Regions from separate parts of the Hordeum vulgare genome. Here region 1 is linked to region 2. The links are chromatin contacts, called in public Hi-C maps. All regions are on one chromosome and are shown on one strand. The core of a region is the stretch at or near the end of the contact, and the rest is flanking DNA. Distances in the headings are between cores, read along the strand shown. Region 1 holds the start of LOC123438709 (pyruvate kinase isozyme G, chloroplastic). Region 2 holds the start of LOC123438675 (CCR4-NOT transcription complex subunit 1-like).

Region 1 (2,700 bases), core at 55-2,554, 410 kb before region 2:
GGCGTTGCTGCCCTACAGTGATACGTCTGTCTACCGTGGAGTTGCTGCCCTACAGTGATACACCTGTCTACCGTGACGTTTTTTCTTTTTTGCAACGCCAGTCTACAGTGACGTTGCAGACCCACTGTGAAACGCCAACAGTGCTGGCGTTGCTGCCCCACATTAGATTGGCGTTGCAGGTCGATTGTGAAACGCCAACAGTGCTGGCGTTGCAGACCCACTATGAAACGCAGCGACGACATCCAGCCAGCCCACGGCATGCTGCCAGCAACATGTGTACTGCTGAAACGCCATGGACCATGGGGTTTCACTCGTGGCCTGCAACGCCACATTAGACTGACGTTTCTATGTGCGTCTGTAACGCCACATTAGACTGACGTTTCTATGTGCATCTGCAACGCCACGGACTCTGGCGTTTCAAAAAAGATCAGATCGTGAAATGGTTTCAATTAAAATTCATTTCGTGAAATACTTTATCCCATGGGTCAAAATCGTGAAAAAATCCACCCATTACAGGACACTGGTACGGACTGGGTTCAGATACGGGTAGCACTCACACTTCTTCTTCTTCTTCTCTTGACATGAAATCCACCTATGCTTCTTTTGTGAAGAGGAACATTGACGTGTATCTTCATGAAAAGGTCACCTAATTTATTCGGCACACCCGTGCGTGATATACGTGCGTTGACGGTATTATTGTGCCTGCACACCTCAACTGTAATCGGGAATAATAGCTGCACCATGGTTAAGTGTCGGAATCATGAGCCACGACGTCTCCCATTAATGGTTCAAACACCGCATGAGACATGTGGTTAGCACACTCAAAATTCACATTACCGGTTCAACGTTCGGCTTTGTATTGGAAGTAGCTTGTTCTGGAGCATAGCTTGTTCTGGTCGGGCCGGTGGCCGCACCGCTGACTGTAACCCTGTTTCCGATGAGCAATAGTATAAAATTAGTACTACTAGCAAGGAAAAAATAACCACGTGTGAGGTGCACTTGACTTGACTTGGGTGCAATGTTGCGTGTACGTGTACAAAAAAAAAAAGATGTTCAGAAAAGAAAACAACCAGTCCGCCATCTTCGCTGCAGCCAGCGGGTCCCACCCGTAACTGGCTCGTGCCAGGCAGGCAGGCAGGCACGCGAGTCTCCGGTTCTCTTGGGCGTTGGAACCGAGGCGACGAGCGCATCGTATGGACCGCGCCGCTGCGCCCACCTGGCCTCCGGGCCCTCCGGCCCCCCGCCACCACCACCACCACCTCCGGCGTATAAAGGCCCGGCCCACGGAGGGAACGGGCGGTGCTCCCCTCGCCTGTCCCAACATTAACCCTCGCGTCGCCCGCGGCCTCTCCCTCCCTCCCTCCCCCCCCTCCGCGACCACCAGCGCCCTCCCTATTCCCGTCTCTAGCGCGAACCGCGGGGCGTCCTCCAAACAATGGCGGCGGCGGCGGCGGCGGCGGAGATGGTGCGGGGGTTCGCCGCGACGGCGCGCGTGGCCAGGCCGGCCGCGACGGTGCCGGCGCCCCCGCAGCCGAGGCGGGCGGTCGCCGCGCGCGTGCTGCGGACCTCCGCCTCCGAGAAGGTGGCGGCGGATCTCTCCGTCGTCGGGACCAACGGCTCCCTCTCCGCTCTGGTGAGCGTCCGCTGCCTCTCTCTCCGTCCCTGCTGCTGCTGCTGCGCGCGCGCTTCTTCCTGCTTCCCTGGCGCTGCTCCGTGCGCGCTTAGTAGAGACCGGCCTCATGCTCTCGGCGTTCGACGCGGGTCGCTCCAGCCAGCGGCTGGCCTGGTCGCCCCGCGCTCTTGCAGTGTTCGGCGATTTTGATCCAGAGCACCGCGGTTGGGTTCGCCATCTCCTGTCTTGCTGGGATTTGTCTGTTTGTGCTTGTACCGTCGTGGAGTCGTCCTTGCCGCGCACTTTGTTAGTGGTCGATGTTCTGATCCCGAGCGCAGTGCCTGACGTGATCTGTTCCAGCTTACGGTAGGCTCGCCGTATAGGGCTTTTGATCTGCTCATCTCCACCACATTACACTCGGAGGACTTCATGCTCCTGGTCCGATGTCTGATCTGACTACAACTAGTGTAAACCAAAAAAAAAGCAGTCCGAACTTGAAAAATGGCTGGCTGATGATTATTGGACTCGAAATATTTGGTTTCCAATTCCTAGGCAATTCAGCCTCTTCAGCAGTTCCTGAGCAATTTTTAGATTGTTTAGCTAACAGCCCATTTGTTTCCATGCTACTTTTGCTTTGCAGTATGCTGAACGCGATGAGAGATTTAGCCATTCGAAACATGTGGTTCATTCAGTGACTGATTTATCTTTGTTTGCATGCAGAGCAATAATGATGTCAGTACTGACGCCACCTCACAAGCAGTGGATGTGACTCCCCGGAGGAAGACAAAGATAGTCTGCACCATAGGCCCCTCGACCAACACTCGTGAGATGATATGGAAGCTTGCAGAGACTGGAATGAATGTTGCGCGTATGAATATGTCCCATGGTGACCACCAGTCACACCAAAAAGTGATTGATTTGGTGAAGGAGTACAATGCACAGAACACTGATGGCAACACGATTGCTATTATGCTCGACACAAAGGTATGTCACGATTGAATTCATCAAATTAAATGCAGCAGTCAAATGCTTTAAGATGATTAAGGTTCGGCGATGCAGGGTCCGGAAGTGAGAAGTGGGGATCTTCC
Region 2 (2,700 bases), core at 126-2,625:
CCCAAAAACGACGTTGAAGCGACAAACATGCATTTGGAGCTCCTCCAAATCCCACCCCCTCGAGGACCGGGCAGTAGCCCAGTGGCAAGGGCACATTGGTGTTACCTTGCAGACCGGAGTTTGGTTCCTGTCAGGAGCGAATTTTCCGCGATCTCTTCCGGATGAGATTCTCCTATAAAAATATGTCCTGAATGCTAGTGCTCATGGATATTTTTTTTTCAAACCCCACCCTTCTATATCAGGAGTGTTTGAGGGGATTTGGTGCGCATCGCGATTGTCTCGAGCTCATGTAGAAACTCGAAGAACCTCGGTCGGCGGAGCAGCCCATCATGGACTGCGAGCGTATGTTCCCGACCTCTAGCTTGTCAACCGTTCAACAACAATGATGATGTCTATACCGTATTAAAAAAATGAATGTGTGCGGAGAATGTGTGTGCTAGATCAACGAGAACGAGCATGTTCAGGCTGATATTCTAAAAATTGGCCTTTTTATTATCAATTTTGATATTTTTTGAATTTACCGTTGTTGCTTTGAACCATGCGAGGAGTGTGATCCGACGACTCACGACGAAGAACATTGTTCGGGTCAAATCTGCTTAATTAACAAGATGTATGATATACAAAAATCTGTAGTCTATAGTGCCTTTGCCTTTGGACAAAGTTGTTTTATTGCTTGGAACTTTTTTGAAATATGTGGTTTGAATGTTTTGAAATCTACCATCTTCGATGCTGCAGCTCCATCGTTTGACGCCTCTTTCCGGTCTCCTTGGTGTCGTATTGGTGTTCGTAATGAGACATCGTGGATGGTGGCGCAACCGTGATCGTGCATGGGGTTGGGCGGTGGTTTAGCTGGTCACTTCGGTTGGGCGGTGGGTTTTGGAGTGCGGGAGAAATCCTTACCGGTTCGTCCGGCTCCGATGCGGTGACACCGACGGGTGCCATAATTCCTTCCTAGAGTGTGTCAGTGGTATCCATCCCCCACCTTCTTTCGTGTGTCGGGGGAAACCCTAAAACTCGTCCGGGCAGCAGCGTCGTCGATGTCGCATCCCTTCTTGGAGGGCACATGGCAGATCGGAGCCTCGGCCTGTGGTGGTTTGTTTCCGGAAGGCGCAACGGTGACGGGTCATCCACTCTTTGTCGAACTGTTGTTGTTGGCATTTGTTTTTTCAGGTTTGATGTACTGTTCACCTTAGCAATGTTTTTTTATCGTGTTAGTTGCTTTGGAAGACAAAGCGAGGGGATTTTTTTTTAAATCTACCATCTTATGGGCCCTGGCTGGCGTCGCACAGTTCATAATGCATGAACAGAAATGGCTTCTTGGGCCAGTTGGCTGCGCAATCCATTACCCACCTGTCGCGCTACATAGGCGTTCCTGATTTCGCTGACCTTTTTCCCCCACCAGAGCTCGACAGAACACCGCTCGCCACCGCCTTCGCCTTCGCCTCTGCTCTCGCAGCCTCGCGCTCGTGCTGGCAGCGGCAAACCCAACCCTCACAACGACACCTGCCCTTCGCCGTCCGCGAGATGATCCCCTTCAATTCCGCCGTCGCCGACGAGGTCCGCTCCCTCGTTCAGGGCGCCGACGACTCTACCGGTGACTCCATCTACCGCGAGCTCTGCCAGGTTACGAGATCCCCCCGTCCCCTCTCCTCCCTCCCCGAAGCGGCTTCGTTTCTCCCGACGCATGCCTCCTGGTGATCGATTCATGTTCTGCCCGTCTGGATCGAAGGATCCGCCCCGTGATGGATTCGTGCTTAGGAACGCTTCTATTCCAGAACCAATCTAGGGTTTTGCGGATTTAGCTGTCTTACACTCGTACTTTTGCCCGATTTTAACCTAAAATTTGGTTGGGATATCGTGAACACTTTTGATCGGTTCCATTTGGGTGCGTAAGTTTCCAAAATATGTGGCGAAATTCACTCCTATGCGCAATTTAAGCTTTAGGATAGATATACAGTGAACAAAATTCTTCTTAGTCCTTTCCTCTTTTTTTTTTTTTTTTCTTCTTCTAAGTCCGTTCGTTTAGATTTGGTGTTCACAGTGCATATTATGGTGAAGGGCACATTTTGTTGTTGTTAACACAAAGAGCCCCTTAAGAAGAATATAAGAGGTTTTCACACGGGGCTTGTTGTTAAGTTGCATCTGTTTGCGGCCCAATCGTTGGAAGAATAGTTTCAAATATCTTTGCTTATATTTCAATATAAGATCTTGTGAGATGTATTCTACACTCTTCGCGTACTGTTTAGACAATTGGTGCAGTGATGCAGCATTCAGCAACTTCCTGATTGAATCTTGAAAGATGTGCTGCCTTAGTAATTTCCTTACATTCATCTGATTCCAGCAAGTTTTACTTTGTCTGAACTTATGGATTATAGTCACCCTAATATGTTTTTTTGTTTCACTTTTGTTCAGTTAGCTGACTGCAGTCCCGATGGTTGCATTTTACTGCTTCAAGTTTGTTTGGATGAAGTACTGCTGAATGCCGGGGTGGCAAAAAACTCTCAATCGAAACAAGATCTTTTATCCACCGTTTTCAGATATTGTCTGGATAAACCATACTTCAGTACCTGTTTTTGTGAAGCACTGAGGACTATATCTGTCAGTGATGCTTTCCTCGAAACGTTGTCAAATGAACTTGATCTATCAAAAGCTGAGAGGGTTGGTATTGGACTTGCCCTGTCAGATTCTGAGAATATAGGC

The links. Hi-C and Micro-C count contacts between places; a contact is called where the count stands out from the background.
Region 1: a contact with region 2 is called in a Hi-C map of seedling, with 8 times the contacts expected there. The contact joins the promoter of LOC123438709 here to the promoter of LOC123438675 in region 2. A contact is called at or near these places in 4 of 6 Hi-C or Micro-C datasets (leaf and seedling) and 1 of 1 datasets of contacts at active chromatin or transcription factors (embryo).

Annotation. Positions count from the first base shown.
Region 1 is chr1H:379,407,427-379,410,126 of MorexV3_pseudomolecules_assembly, reverse strand. LOC123438709 (pyruvate kinase isozyme G, chloroplastic) reads left to right here and starts at 1,304. Exons shown (of 12, transcript XM_045115797.1): 1 at 1,304-1,633; 2 at 2,333-2,596; 3 at 2,672-2,700. The coding sequence starts at 1,436.
Region 2 is chr1H:378,999,344-379,002,043 of MorexV3_pseudomolecules_assembly, reverse strand. It overlaps LOC123438675 (CCR4-NOT transcription complex subunit 1-like), which reads left to right and starts at 1,375. Exons shown (of 51, transcript XM_045115795.1): 1 at 1,375-1,623; 2 at 2,413-2,700. The coding sequence starts at 1,525.